Linked DNA regions of Mus musculus: region 1 is linked to region 2. The links are chromatin contacts, called in public ChIA-PET maps. All regions are on one chromosome and are shown on one strand. Each heading gives the region's core, a stretch centred on a gene start, on an enhancer-like site or on the middle of the called end of the contact. The rest is flanking DNA. Distances are from core to core; before and after follow the strand shown. Region 1 has its middle 48 kb from the start of Cd55os. Region 2 has its middle 4.9 kb from the start of Gm41951.

The links. ChIA-PET counts read pairs in DNA pulled down with a chosen protein or histone mark.
Region 1: an SMC1A ChIA-PET map of the G1E-ER4 cell line shows a contact between it and region 2, with 17 read pairs. The contact joins two enhancer-like sites. A contact is called at or near these places in 1 of 15 datasets of contacts at CTCF or cohesin (the G1E-ER4 cell line), 1 of 484 Hi-C or Micro-C datasets (nephron progenitors) and 1 of 115 datasets of contacts at active chromatin or transcription factors (embryonic stem cells).

The regions. Positions count from the first base shown.
Region 1 is chr1:130,371,243-130,377,861 of GRCm38.p6, reverse strand. No RefSeq gene overlaps it. Among named protein-coding and RNA genes, the nearest start is that of Cd55os, 48 kb to the left of the region's middle. Within about 2 kb of position 3,946, at least 14 of the 459 cell types and tissues checked have an H3K27ac peak or open chromatin away from gene starts, as enhancers often do. A contact at or near this core is called in the G1E-ER4 cell line, where this site is marked.
Region 2 is chr1:130,293,931-130,301,068 of GRCm38.p6, reverse strand. No RefSeq gene overlaps it. Among named protein-coding and RNA genes, the nearest start is that of Gm41951, 4.9 kb to the left of the region's middle. Within about 2 kb of position 3,333, at least 1 of the 459 cell types and tissues checked has an H3K27ac peak or open chromatin away from gene starts, as enhancers often do. A contact at or near this core is called in the G1E-ER4 cell line, where this site is marked.

The DNA.
Region 1 (6,619 bases), core at 2,697-5,196, 76 kb before region 2:
TGTGTGTGTGTGTGTGAGAATTCTGATTGGATAGGTGGGGTGGAGCTAGAGTGAGGTGAGTCGGTGCAAGTTGTAATAGGAGTTTTAGCCCTTGCCCTAGGAAGAAGCCAGTAGTAGTAGAGTAGTTTTAGCCCTTGCTGTGAGTAGAAGTAGAGTAAGAGAAGCTGTTGTAATAGGAGTAGTTTAGCCCTTGCCCTAAGAAGAAGCTGCTGGGGAAGAGAGCTGTAAAAGAAAAAGCCCGAAGTAAAGTTGCTGCGTGAACCCAACTTGGTGTCTGTGTCGTTGGTGTCACCGCGGGAAAGAAGGACCTGTAGCAGCTGTGGGCAGGATGTACCTACTTGTACAATAACGACACCCCTGTATGTACAATAACGACACCCCTGTATGGGGGATAACCCATTGCTCTGAGGTCACTCCACAGAGGAAATTGATACTTTGTACTGCAAACTGATGAAAAGCTCTTGCCTGATGAAAAGCTCTTGCCTGCAGAGGTCATAAGCCAGGTAGGGAATTCACTACTGTTGTTCAGCTACATTGACACAGCATCAAACTGCCTTCTGGCACTCATATTTATACCATGGACACATGATATTCTCAACCAGATAAGATTGTTGCAGTGAAAGAAGAGACCTGCAGCAAGATTCAAGGTGGTTACAAGGTATTGAGGACAAGAAAGCTGAGTGCTCATCACATGCCTACATGCCTGTGTATGAATATACAATATGCACATTAAATGTGTGTACATATGTGTGCCTTTGCATACCATGTGTGTGCATATATAAATGCATGGGTGCATGTGAACACATTTGTGTATTCTGTGCTCAGTGCACAGAGTACTTATATAAAGGTGTGTAACTACATGAACTAATGTAAATGTTAGGGTATAAATGTACATGTACTTATGTGTGTGTGTCCGTACATGTGTGTGCATGCATGTGTGTCCATGTGTAGGGGTTCCTATGGATACAAATATGTACACACACATGTGTGGGCATTTGTGTGTCTCTGGCCCTGTTTCACATATGTGAAAGTGTCCACTTTGTGTTTATGTGTGTGCATGTATATATGAATTTGCATGCCTTTGCCTATGTGTAGTTAATTGCACACTTGCATGGTAACATATGAATATATTTATATATGTGGGCCCATGTACATACATGTCCACATATTTGTCTGGACTCTTTCCAGTACTGTTTACAGTACAAAGTATCGATTTCCTCTGTGGAGTGACCTCAGACCCAATCCCAGAGCAATTGGTTATCCCCCATACAGGGGTGTCACTATTGTACAAGTAGGTACATCCTGCCTGACAGCATGGTGGTGTAGATTATAAGGTTTACAGGTCCATGAGACCACTAATGTGTCTCACTTCCATTCTTAGGAGTGCTTTGCTTTCTTTCTGTTTTAAGATTTATTTTTATCTTGTATGTCTGTCTGTCTGTCTGTCTGTCTGTATGTATGTATGTATGTATGACTGCAAGTATGCCTGTGTACCACCTGTATTCAGTACCAGTGGAAGCCAGAAGAGGACATTGGATTTCTTAGGAGCTGGAGTTACAGTTGTGAGCTGCCATGTGGGTGCTGGGAATTGAACCCAGGTCCTCTGGAAAGCAGGCAGCTCTCATAACAGCTGAGCCATTTCTTTGGCTCACTTAAACTGTCTCTATTTCTATTCCATTCCTGTCCTAAGAGACCTGGCTTTTTCTTCATCCTCCTTGAAGCTGCCAGGATTTTTGACCTGCTTGTCCTGCTGTCTCCATCTCAAGTCCTAATAAAATTGTTCTACGGCTTCTGAATGGTTTTTTAAATTCCTTCCTTACTAGGTCTAAGAACCCCAAAGGGAACCTCAGTTTCCCAAGTAACACGCGGGCTGCACTGTAACTTCTTTACCCACTGAGACATCTCCGCTGCCCTCCATGGGATTGTAAATCACCATGGAAACAAATCTCTAGGTTTTCCTGTGAGAGATTTTCTAGATTAGGTCGTTGAGGTGACAAGACCTGCACCAAATGTGAACATGGCCCAACCCCATGGTCCGGGGTCTTCTACACACAGAAGACAGCAAGCTGGGTATCAGCCCGATGTCCCTGCCATTATGTCTTCTCCCCGCTGATGGACTGTAAACTGTAACCCGAAGTAAAGCCTTTCCTCCCTAAAGTTGCTTCTTGTCTGGTTCTCGGTCACAGCATCAAGAGTAATAACTGATATTGAAAACTAGGACTGAGAAATGGAGCCCCTGTTATTATACAGCTGACCCTGGGATTCATGGGCCTTTTGTTTTGTAAAAGCAATGTGGAAGAATTTGGAGCTAGAAAAGCAAACAGCTTAAAAGCTGGGTGCTCAGTGGTGGAGGGTGGAGATTGATCGACTCCCGTGACTCGTTGTTCAGAAGGACTAGCTGAACCAGTGAGCCCAAAACCAAGTTAAAGAACTGAGGAGGACATGCTGATGTCAGCCTCTGGCCTTTCCACATACCCATGCAGGCAAACACATCTGTGTACACACTTTCACCTGTGTATACACGTGCGTAAAGTGTGCATGCTGTACATGCTGACACACAAACACCCACCTGCCACACTCACTCACACACTGACACACTGACACACTGACACACAAATACACAACCTCACACTGACACACACACATACACACACACACACACACACACACACCACATACGCCACACCCACACACTCAATTGACCATTGAGACTGACCATCGCTTAGGACCAGCTTTTCTCAGAATTTCAATTCAAACTCCCTTTAAATGCTCCTGGAATAAAGTCTATCAGAAACACAGAACGTAAGTCACTAACTGACATCAACGCTGCCCGTTCCAAGAGTTAAGCACCCTTTTTATTTCTAGAAAATGAAGCACTGATTTCCTACAGCACTGGCTTTAGCAAGGTTGGAAAGGGTTTTGGATCTTGGTGCCCACTGAGAAACACCAGCACGTGTCTGTGAAGTACGGCTCACCCGCCTCCTCACATGGGACACTATGTGAGAGCCTGGTAGAGTGTTACCAAGGAAGAAATGGAATCTGAACCAGGCATTTGGAGGGGTCTCAAAGCCGTTCTTGTTTTGTTGCTCAACTGACTGCCTCATGTGCTATATACTTCTTAAAAGAGAGTCAAGGGTGAAGAAATGATCTGAATGCAGGGATGGAGAAAAGGAATCTTAAAATAGTTTTGCTGGGAAGTTATACACAGCTCTGGTAGATCACCTGTCCTCTTGCTCAAAGAGGCCAAGGTGTTAGGGGGAGCTCACCAGAGAGATGAGCGTTCAGACATAGTGCATAGCCAATTAAAAGTCTTTATTCCTGCCAGCTGGAATCACACCCAAAAGTTCAGGGACCTAGGTGTGACCCAAAGTGTTCAGGGTACAAGAGTTTTAAAGGCAGAGGCCTCACCTAGGTATCTTGCTTAGCAGCTGCAAGGGGAGGGGGTGGAGTTTTACAGAGTGAGCAGTTTGAAGCGAGGAATTTTACCAGAAGCTAAGATAAGCGGTTATCTGGAGGAGGCTCCCCACAATCAGGCAGTTAAACAGAAGCTAAGATAAGTTAGCTAGGACATCTTGACATTTAGTTCCTAGAAAAGAGTTGGGTAATTTTCCATGGGATTCTCCATCAAGAGATCAGATTCCAGTTAAACCTGGAAATGGCTTCAGCAAGATGGGGGAACCCCTGATGTGTCTTGTCTTGTCACAATGGAAGGCACCAGATGATGATAGACACTAAACAATATACATGCTACAGGACAACATAGACTAGCAGGTTGTTCTTTGACAGGATCTTGAGAGGGAAGATCAGAGATCCTGGGAGGGATGACTGGGATCAGAAAATAAAAATGGGAAGGTTTGGGATCTGGAGGTTTTGCACAGGCTATGTCATCCACAGAGCAAGTTTATTAAGAAGCACAGCATCTTCCCTACAGGCTGTGGGGAGAAATGCGACAGAGTCAGCAGAAAGCTATCACACAAAGGGAGGAAGTCAGCAGGAAGCTAAGCAATGTTGCACAAAGGGAACACAGGGCATGATAACCCTAGTCTCTTCAGGGGCAACATCTCTCCCAGGACCCAAAACCTAAACTTTGAGGTTCTGGCTGCAGCCCCCAGGCTGGACTTTGCCAAATTTTCCCCTGGGCAAGAACAAGGAACTAGTATTCTCTTTGTTCTTTCATCAGGGTCTCTGAGAAAGCCTTAGATCTGCCTGGCTCCCAGCAACAGAGAGGAGGAGGGTCAACATGGAAAACAATGTTCTCAGTGATCCTGAGGGAAAGCACATGGTCAGCAGCATCCTGAGCGATCTGACCAGAGAGCACAAGTGGAGAAGCAGCCATGGGATTCCTCCTCAGTCCCCCACTGACCTTAGCCTGAAAAAGAACAGTGATTCATTTTTTGGCTACCTGCCTCATCTTAAATGCCCCCAGGAATGCATAGAGCCTCCAAATGATAAGGAACAATCCAAAATAAAAACTGGATTAGACTTTAAAAGGAACAGCAAGTTACTCAGGCTTGTGCCTAGGTTCCTGATGAGCTGGAGGGGAGACCCACAATCACCCAGCTGCAGTGCAAAGAGCGCAGAGAGATCTGGTCAGGCCTCATAATTTTGCTTTCCTCCTTTTTAATTCGACACTGTTGGTACTCAGTGGTTACAACCTCCTACTGCTTTGTCTTTCATTTCTTCCATCATTGGATCCATCCTTACAATTGTTTTTCTACATTATTGGTATGTAACCACCAGTATGTTTTGTTTGTTGTTTGTTTAATTAACAGTCCTAGTGGACATCCTTGAGAGCATGATACGGTAATGGCTTTCCTGGGAGGAGTATAGTTGGGTTTCCCTGGCTCTCACCCTTTCTAGAATCTCTGGTTGGCATAATCATGTTACTCTTGCTTAAACTTTGTATTTAAACCTGGTAAAAATGGTGTCTTCTAGGGTATACAGTGTTTACAAACTAGACCCCTAAAGTGAAAGCAGTCCAGCCAACCTCCACTACAATAAATCCATCCAGTGTATGGCGAGTTTGGGGAACACCTCTTATATGGAGTTGTAGTCCTCATTATTGTGGAAGAAGGTCCAGAAACTTAACAATCACATTTCTGCTCCTCAAAAACTTGCAGGGATTACAGCTGGAAGTGGAGAGTAGGGACATGGGAAGGAGGAGGAAGAGGAGGAGGAGGAGAAAGAGGAGAAGCATCGAGAGCAACATATGAAAGAAACTAGCTGACAGGAAAAGGCTGAAAACCCTCCCCACCTAGACCCCCTGTAATAGGTAAAGCGCATTCTAGGAGAGATTGCCGTTTGCAAATACAAGAAAAGTGAGGTGCTATACAAATATGACCAGATCACTAGCCCACTTCCTTTTTTAATAAACTGTAAATTACTTTACCATGTGTCTCTGGTATAATTTTTCTTTGAACACAGTGACCTGGAAACTTCATTGTCTCCCCCAAGATCTCACTTGAAACATACAGCTTAATCCACCAGTGATCAGGAATTTGTAGTTTCACGTTATTGCCGGTAGATGGTGCTGTGGGACCATACAGAATATTCCTCGGGCATTGAGCTGGAATGGAGTGGTCACTCCAGCTGAACCCTTCATTAAAAAAGAAGGGCCATGCGTTTTTCCTTCTTTCCTCTTTTACTATTTTCCCCTTTTAAATGAGGAGAAAATTGTAGCTTGAAAACAATGGAAAACAATCCTTTAGAGGATCTGGAATCTCTCTGAGTAGCTGTGAACACTGCTGCAGCCCAGGCTGGGCCCGTGGACCTCCACCAGATGGGGAGGCAACCCCGTCCCCATTTTACAGTCATATTTCCAATGCCAATATGCGTAGATTATCATTTATCCTTCATTTTATCTTTATTACTGTCTTATGATTTTTGCCTCATTACAACATATATTACCTAAGGTAGTCTTATTATATTTATTGTTTCACCTTTGGAATGTTTGTCAACTATTGCATCGAATAAATTATATTCAGAAAATATACTACAGCCACGAAAAGCTTAATAATGGGGACTCTGGAGTAAAGTGCATCTAACTGATGTTTTTGACTTTACTGCGATTTGTGAGTCCCTCATTAAAGAAAGATGTGCAACCATGAAGAGAGAATTTCAGTTCTGAAAGGCTTACAACTGTGCCTCTGAGTCAGGAGCTAGGTATACATTGTGATAAAGAGATATACTCATGGTAAAAGCTGTGAGCTGGGCACATAAATATGAATGCAAAGAGAACACAATTTGATTAACAGCCAACAATACACCAGCAAAGGTTAGGGACCAGTCATACCTACAAGGTCAGTGAATCATAGTGCAGCCACGGCTAATAGCCAGCAGACAGCCGCGGGCCACAGTCAGCCACTGACAAATCAGATTTCAAAATGGGCAAGAGGTGCTTCAATCAGCTCCCTAATTGGGTGTGTAGCATGCAGGCAGTGTGTAATCATCTTCCCTGTTGTGCTAGGGGAACATCGCAGAGCATGGGATCCGCAGTTGTTGGGTCCCAAGCTAGGCTTAGAGAATTAACTAAACCCAGGGGAATGACTTCAGTCTTTGGCTTGTGAAAAACACAGTTCTCCCGAACAGCCAGCCTCTCACAGGCGCCAGCCTCTCACAG
Region 2 (7,138 bases), core at 2,084-4,583:
AGGGGTTTATGTACACCCTATAGACTGTATATTTCTGTAATCCAGTTTACATATCACATTACTATTATTTCTGTGAAATTATGGTATTGAATATTTATTTAATTAGTTTGATTACCTAAGTAATTATTTGACTATGTTTATTCAACATAGAGATTAGCACTATTTCTACCTTGACTATGTTAAGAAGCAAGAAGGATGTCTTTTCTGGTAGACTTAGACCAGCCCGGTGAAGGGGCATTTCTTTGGAAAGTGGCTGTTTTAGGTCCTTCTTGGCCGCCAAATTGAATGTCTAACTCTAATCTCCTTTCCTGTGGAAATATTACTGCTTAGCCACGAGTCCCAGGCTTCCTCCTGACATCCCCAAAGCTCATCAAGGAAGGTAGATGTTATATGATTTTCGTGAAGGCTGGGGATTAGGGAGCCTTTGATGAGGCGTTTAATTTAGGTTTTAGCACACTCTCATGCTGCAAGCGCTGCTGAGCTCTGGATAATTCCCGGGGTCTGGGCCTTTAATCACTGGATGCTTTTTCTGTCTTGTTAAGGTGACTTTTTCAGCTTAGAGTATAAAACAATAAGAATCATCAGAGAGGAAGCTAGCTGAACAGCAGTGAACAGCACTGCTACCGAAGGAAGCGCTGCCTAAAGGGTTTAATGAGAGTCATCCACAAAAGGCTCACAGTAGGGTTAAACGGTGAAATGTCAGGAGGCAGACATCTGCCCCCCCTTCCTGGGGAAGCGGAGAATCAAAGAGCCCCAAGTCTCTTGTTAAACTGCTTTTATCAGCAGCACACATTAACCAACTGCCATTGTGGGTGTATTTTTATAGCAGATTGCCCACCCCTCTCCCTTCTTTCTCCATGTTTCTCCCCCTCTCCTCCCCAGCTTATCACAAAGACCTAATGGTGAGAGCCTGGAAACGGCTCAGAACCCATCCCCCACTCTATGGCCCCTGCTGCTTAGCGAGGGACAGCAGGCTCTTCCAGGCAGCTCCTCGCAGGTTTGCAATGAGAGTTTTACTTGGTAAGGAAGCCCTTAGGGTCTATTATTTCCTTCATACTTTAAGTCTACTTTGGAAATATTAAAAAAAGGAAAAAGTTAGTGTCACAGAGAAAAGGAAGTTTTACTGAGGACAAAACAGAACGGGCAGCTTTAAAGTAGCTTTCCAGCTTTCTTAATGCAGTTGTGGCTTCCAACAAGGAAACCAAGTTACTGGGGTTGGGGGAGTGGGGAAGTGCGGGAGGGCATAGGCTAAAAAGACGCTATTCCTGCCTCTCTTATTTGGGGATGGGTGGCATGGCAATCAGGTCAAAGGAAATCAGTTCTCTCCTTGAAGGCTCTGAAGAGGGAAGCTGAGAAACTAGGAACAGAAAGAACAAATGCTCCACACTTGCAATGCCTCCTCCTTGCCTTCTCTAGACTGGCGAGTCTAAATAAACTTACCCTAAACCATTTTTTCCCACATATTTCTATGAAACTTTTAAAAAAGAAGATTAAAAAATAGAATAACTCACATTTTCTACCACTGGTAACTCTTGATACATTTGCCCTAAGCCACTTTTAAAAGTAAACATTACTCAATTGATTTCATAAAAATTAAAAAAAAAACCTTCTTGTACAGTTTTTAAATGTTTAAATTGTACAAAAGGCATATAAAATGCTCAGTATCATATGTTATCAGAATACTGTACATTAAAACAGTAATGAACTCTGTCCTCAGACCTATCAGCATGGCCCAAGTCCAGCACACCCTCACCAAGAGCTGCTGGTGCAGATACTTACCAACGGGGACTCAGCTCAGCACAGGTGGAAAGCAAATGCGGTCAGACTTTGGAAGATAGTTTGGCAGATTCTTGGAAAACTAAACATACTCTTGCCATTCGAAGGGATTGGAAGTTGACATTTACTTAAATATCTGCAAACAGTTATACATAGCAGCTAATTCCACAGGAGTCCCAAACTTGAGACCACTCAAGTCTTTCTTCAGTAGACTTAGAGGGAAGTAAAATAAACAGCATGTCCAGATGTGAGTATTACTGGGCTAAGGAAATTATGCCTCATCAAACTGCACAAAGACAGAGGTTATCTAAGTGTACATTGTTATATGAAGTGTTATTCTGAAAACAAAACAAAACAAAACAAAAAACACACAAAAAACCCCTTTGTTCTATACAGTGAGATTCCAGACATTCTAGTGGTTGTTAGTCTCTGGGGAGGTCTGCAATCTCACTGTATAGAACAAAGTTTTTATCAGACCTTAGGGCAATAAAACTATGCTATGTAATACTATCATGTGTACTTGTTTTAAGGTTTAAGTTTGTTGGCTTCCCCCAGGTCTTTTGTGTAGAAACCTAATGTTTCCAATTCAAAGGTGCCCTGTGTTGTGTCATCACAATCTGGAAATCCTGAAGTTTTCTCATGTTTTCCAGCTGCTCGCTTTCTTGGGAAGCTCCAAAACAGGGTGAGAAGCGGCTGTCACTCAGTAACATTTTGTCATCACATCACTTGATGTCTTGTGATCCTAAAAAGGGCACAAAAAATAGTTACCCCCGTTTAAATTCCTAATAAATGAAAAGAGATGTCTGAATAGCATATTCTGCACTTCAGCTCTATAATAATTCTATATGGGTCAAACTACACAGAAAACTTAGGGCTTCTCAAGGCAGAGGTTAAGTTAGATCAGACTCAGTGATAAAGGTTGTTAATACTGAAACCATTCTTTTGATAAAAAGAATATGTATTTAATGATAAGGATATTTGTAGAGCAAGATATCACAAAACGATCTCAATGTTTCCAAATGGAGACATAATAATATGGTAAAATCATGGAAAGCCATAAAGCTTAAAACCTCATATTTAACTCTAAATGACCATGGAGGAATCTGCGTCTTAACAGGTCTAAGGGGCTGGTCCACAGTGTGCTACGGGTGTTCCCCATACACAGCGTCTACAGGATGAGTGAGAAGAGGAGAGGAGATGGCCCTATGTTCCTGGACAAGGAGAAGTGGAAGGATACTGAAATACTGTCTCTTCCCAGACACCATCTTCAAACACCGGTGCCCGTTTGAAGGACACCGCAAACTAGGATGCTAGATAGCTTTTCCTCTTCTCTCCCTAGAATATGAGGTTTATGCAACTTCCTAATGAATTCAGGCCATTTATAAATCTCAAAAAGAATACTGCAACATTGAAATTCTACCAACTTCTGAGCAGCCACTTTCCTTTTTCTTCACTCAGCTCCTAATTACTATAAAATTTTGACAAGTAGTTCGCACATTGAAAAATCCGTGCTCAGCTCTTCACAGATTCTCTCCCTCTTTAATCATAGCAGCCCTGTCAGTTACAGGAGGGAACACAACCAGGGAGGTGTACCCCAGCCAGTCAGGGCTGCAATGGCCTTCTGCTTCTGCCTTTCAAGCCAAGAGAGGCAGACAGGGTATAAAGGGAAGCACAGCCACAAAGCCAGAGTGTCTCTTCAAAGACCAGCTGAAATCTAATGAAAGAGGAAACTTTTTCTTAAGCTCAAGAATCAGAGAAAGCAAGAAGTACTTGGAGACCTTTTACTTGTGGGAATCAGGGAATGGCACCTTTCAAGCTCACATAAAGTTCAGGATTTGGAATAGATGGCCAGATATTTTACAAGTACCAGGATTTGTGTAAAATTCCACAGGAGAAGCCTGGATGATTTTTTTTTTTTTTTTTTATTTCTCAATGCTTTAAACTTATTCATCAAATCATGGTTTTGTGAACAGCTCGACTTATCTGCAGTGAGCTTGTACTAGTATGTTTCTTTATTGACGTGATGAAACACTGACCAAATACATCTTAGGGAGAAAAGGGTTATTCCAGTCTATACTTCCACACAGAGGAAAGCCAAAGTGGAGACTTGAGGCAGGAACTGAAGCAAAGACTGTAGAGGAGTGTTGCTGACTGGTTTGCTCAACCTGCTTTTATACAACTCAGGCTCACCTGCCTAGAAATGGTAACACTCACAGTGGACTGGTTCCTCCCACAGAAATCAGCAATCAAAAAAATGCTTCATAGACTTGTCCATGGGCCAGTGTGCTAGGGGCAATTCCTCAATTAAGGTTCTCTTTGTCCAAGTGACTCTAGTCTACATCAAGCTGTCTCAGTAAAGTAGTGGTCACTTTGCCAGACACAAGGCAGAAGGACAAACAGATAAATGAACAGATGAATAATTTAACAAATGGCATTCTGGTTAGTTATAGAAAACTGTACCTAGTTGTATTCTTGTATCATTCTATAACTATAAAATAAATTTTAATTAGATGTTCATATGGCTCCATTTAAACTAATGCTAATAAACCCAGAATAAATCTTAACATCTCTATTTCCTGGGTCATGAGAACAAATAATCTTTAAGTAGGAAACACACTGCTATGAGGAAAGACTTCAGGATCTTCTAGTATTCCCAGGGGTAGGTCCACAGAGGAAAACTTAAGGGTATAAGCTGTGGGCTTGAGTGCTTGTGTTTATAAACCAGCTACAGACTACACAAATGTGGTTAGATTTACTTAACTCTGTGCACCCTAGTCTTATCATTCTGCAAAGTGGATAGCAATAATATCTGAGTATCACATAAGATGCCTAAAAACTTAGAATGCTGCCTGGTCCTTCAAATATGGTATTAAATTTGCATGTAGTTGCTGTCAGTCAAGATACACCATTTCTCAAATGAATTCTATTGTGAAAAAGTAATATGTAAAATAATACAACCACACATATGTCCATGCATATATTCAAACATGTGATATAGAAGCAAGCACAAAGCCTTCAGTAGTATATATGTTGGATTATTAATAATAATCCTTAATAAATAGTTACATCTTACAGAGAGAATAGAGAAAATGAAATCTATTCAGTGAATATGTCAGTTTCTACTGTGCTCCTGTCCTGAGTTAAGATTCCTTACACACTTGAAGTTAGGCATGCCAGGGGCTGCAGCTCATTGTCATGTGTGGTAGTGTTATATAGTTAGTTGGATAATCCAACAGTGCAGTAGTAGCTAAAACAATCTGGGCCAGATGGTAGTGCGTCAGCCCCATGGTATTGGAGTTTGCCTTTTACCCATTACTCTTGTATATGTGACTGCTCCTTGCCCCTGTTCTTGATCTTGGTATGCCTGATAAATGTTGTTTTGCCACAGAGTTTGGTTTCTTTCTGGATTCTTGATTTTCTTTATTTGATCTGGTCATTATAGCAGCATGACATTGACTTCATTATTCTAACTTTTAAAGGAAATTTTGAAAAATCAAAAGAATGACCTTCCTACTTTGTCCTTTTTAAAGATTATTTTGGAACTATTCTCAGTTCCTTTAGAATTCCATATGAATATTAGAATCAGTTTTACAACTGCAAACCAAAACCAAAACCCTCATATGGGGTTTTTAACAGGGATCATCTTGAGATTGACTGGCAAGTGCTGACCTCCTAATCTAGTCTCCCAATGTATGAATACGGGGTGCTTTCCTTCTGTGAAGGTCTTGCTTTCGATAGTGTCCTAGAGTTTTTAGAGTATGTCTTTTGTACTTGTCTAGATTAAGTTTCTTTCTAAATGTTTAATCTTTAGATGCTATAGCAGGCGGAGCTGTTTTCTTTTCTGCAGTTCGTATTGTACAGTGCAGGCATGCAGAACGCAGTTACTTTGCTGTATCCTGATCTTGTATCTTCCTGACATGTTGAGCTCACTGACTTTTGTTTTCAACCCAAGAGATTCTTATCGAATGTATTATGATATTTCATGTGTACAGTTACATCAATTGCAAACAGATATGGTTTTGCTTCCTTCTTCCCAATCTTAACATCATTTATTTCATTTTATTGAGTAATTCTCACTGCTAGATCCTCTTGTGCAATGTTGAGAGGTGGTGGGAAGCATAAATATTCTTGTTTATTCTCTGGTCTTTGGAAAGAAAACTAACTTTTGCTCTATTGAACATTGTCTTAGGGTTTAGTGCTGTGAAGAGACACCATGATCAAGGCAACTCTTATAAAGGCAAACATTTAATTGGGGCTGGCTTACAGGTTCAGGGGTTCCATCCATTATCATCATGGCAGAAAACATGACATCGTGCTAGAGGAGGCAAGAGTTATACATCTTGATACACAGGCAGCAGAAGGGGAGTGTCTTCTGCAGGTAGCCAGGAGAAGGGTCTGAATCATATTGGTCAGACTTGAGCATATCTATGAGACTTTATAGCCCTGCCTCCATATTGACAGACTTCTTACCAGGCTATATCTCTTCTAATAAGCCACACATCCTAACAGTGCCACTTCCCATTGGCCAAGCTTGTTTGAACTACCACAAACATGTTAACTATAAAATTTCAGTTGTCCATTCTCAGAGAGAGTAGCTTCCCTCCACTCGGACTTTACTCTTGGTGTCTTCAGCACAGGAGGGGATGGATTTCTTGATTGTTTTTCTGAGTCAGTTGAAATAACACATTGTTTCTACGCTGTGTTGCATTAACTTATTTCCTATGCTGATCTATTTTTGAACTTTTTATAAAGAATCTATATGTGGGGCAATGAGAGGTAGCCTGGTCCTTGGTTGAGCTAAAAAAGGCTTTGAGGCCCAGGAGATCCTGAAGGGATGGTAGGAGCTTCCCCTACTCCTGGTCACCAGGCCCTTGTCACTAACTGCAGCTCCCCATAGATTTGTGGCCATCAGTAAGGGCAATGCCCTAAGCCCCTCCACATGTAGATGAGCTATCCCTAACACCTTAGACAAAGACAATAGGAAAAGAGACTAAGGCTCATGACTGAAATCTCCATGCTAATGAGGCACCTAGAGGTCTGGAGGGCATAGGCAATAAGCTTTCCTTCCCAGCCATTCCTCCCTGCAAAAGGTATTTAATCTCAGGCCCACTCTGAGAAAGGAGGTATGGTTCTACACAACTACTTTCCATCGTGGTGTAAATAATTTGGAAGCACAGACTGTCTCTTTTCATCAGGATCCACCGTGGGGCACCATGGAGATGGCCTTTACCCAGAGAGCTGCTGTCTAATCTTCCATAGAAGGCATCTCTGCACTCCCAGCCACCACTGCCATCAAGCCTGCCTCCAGTCAAGCCAAGGACTCTCACCATGGGACCAGCTGGAGCTACCCCCCCCCCCAACC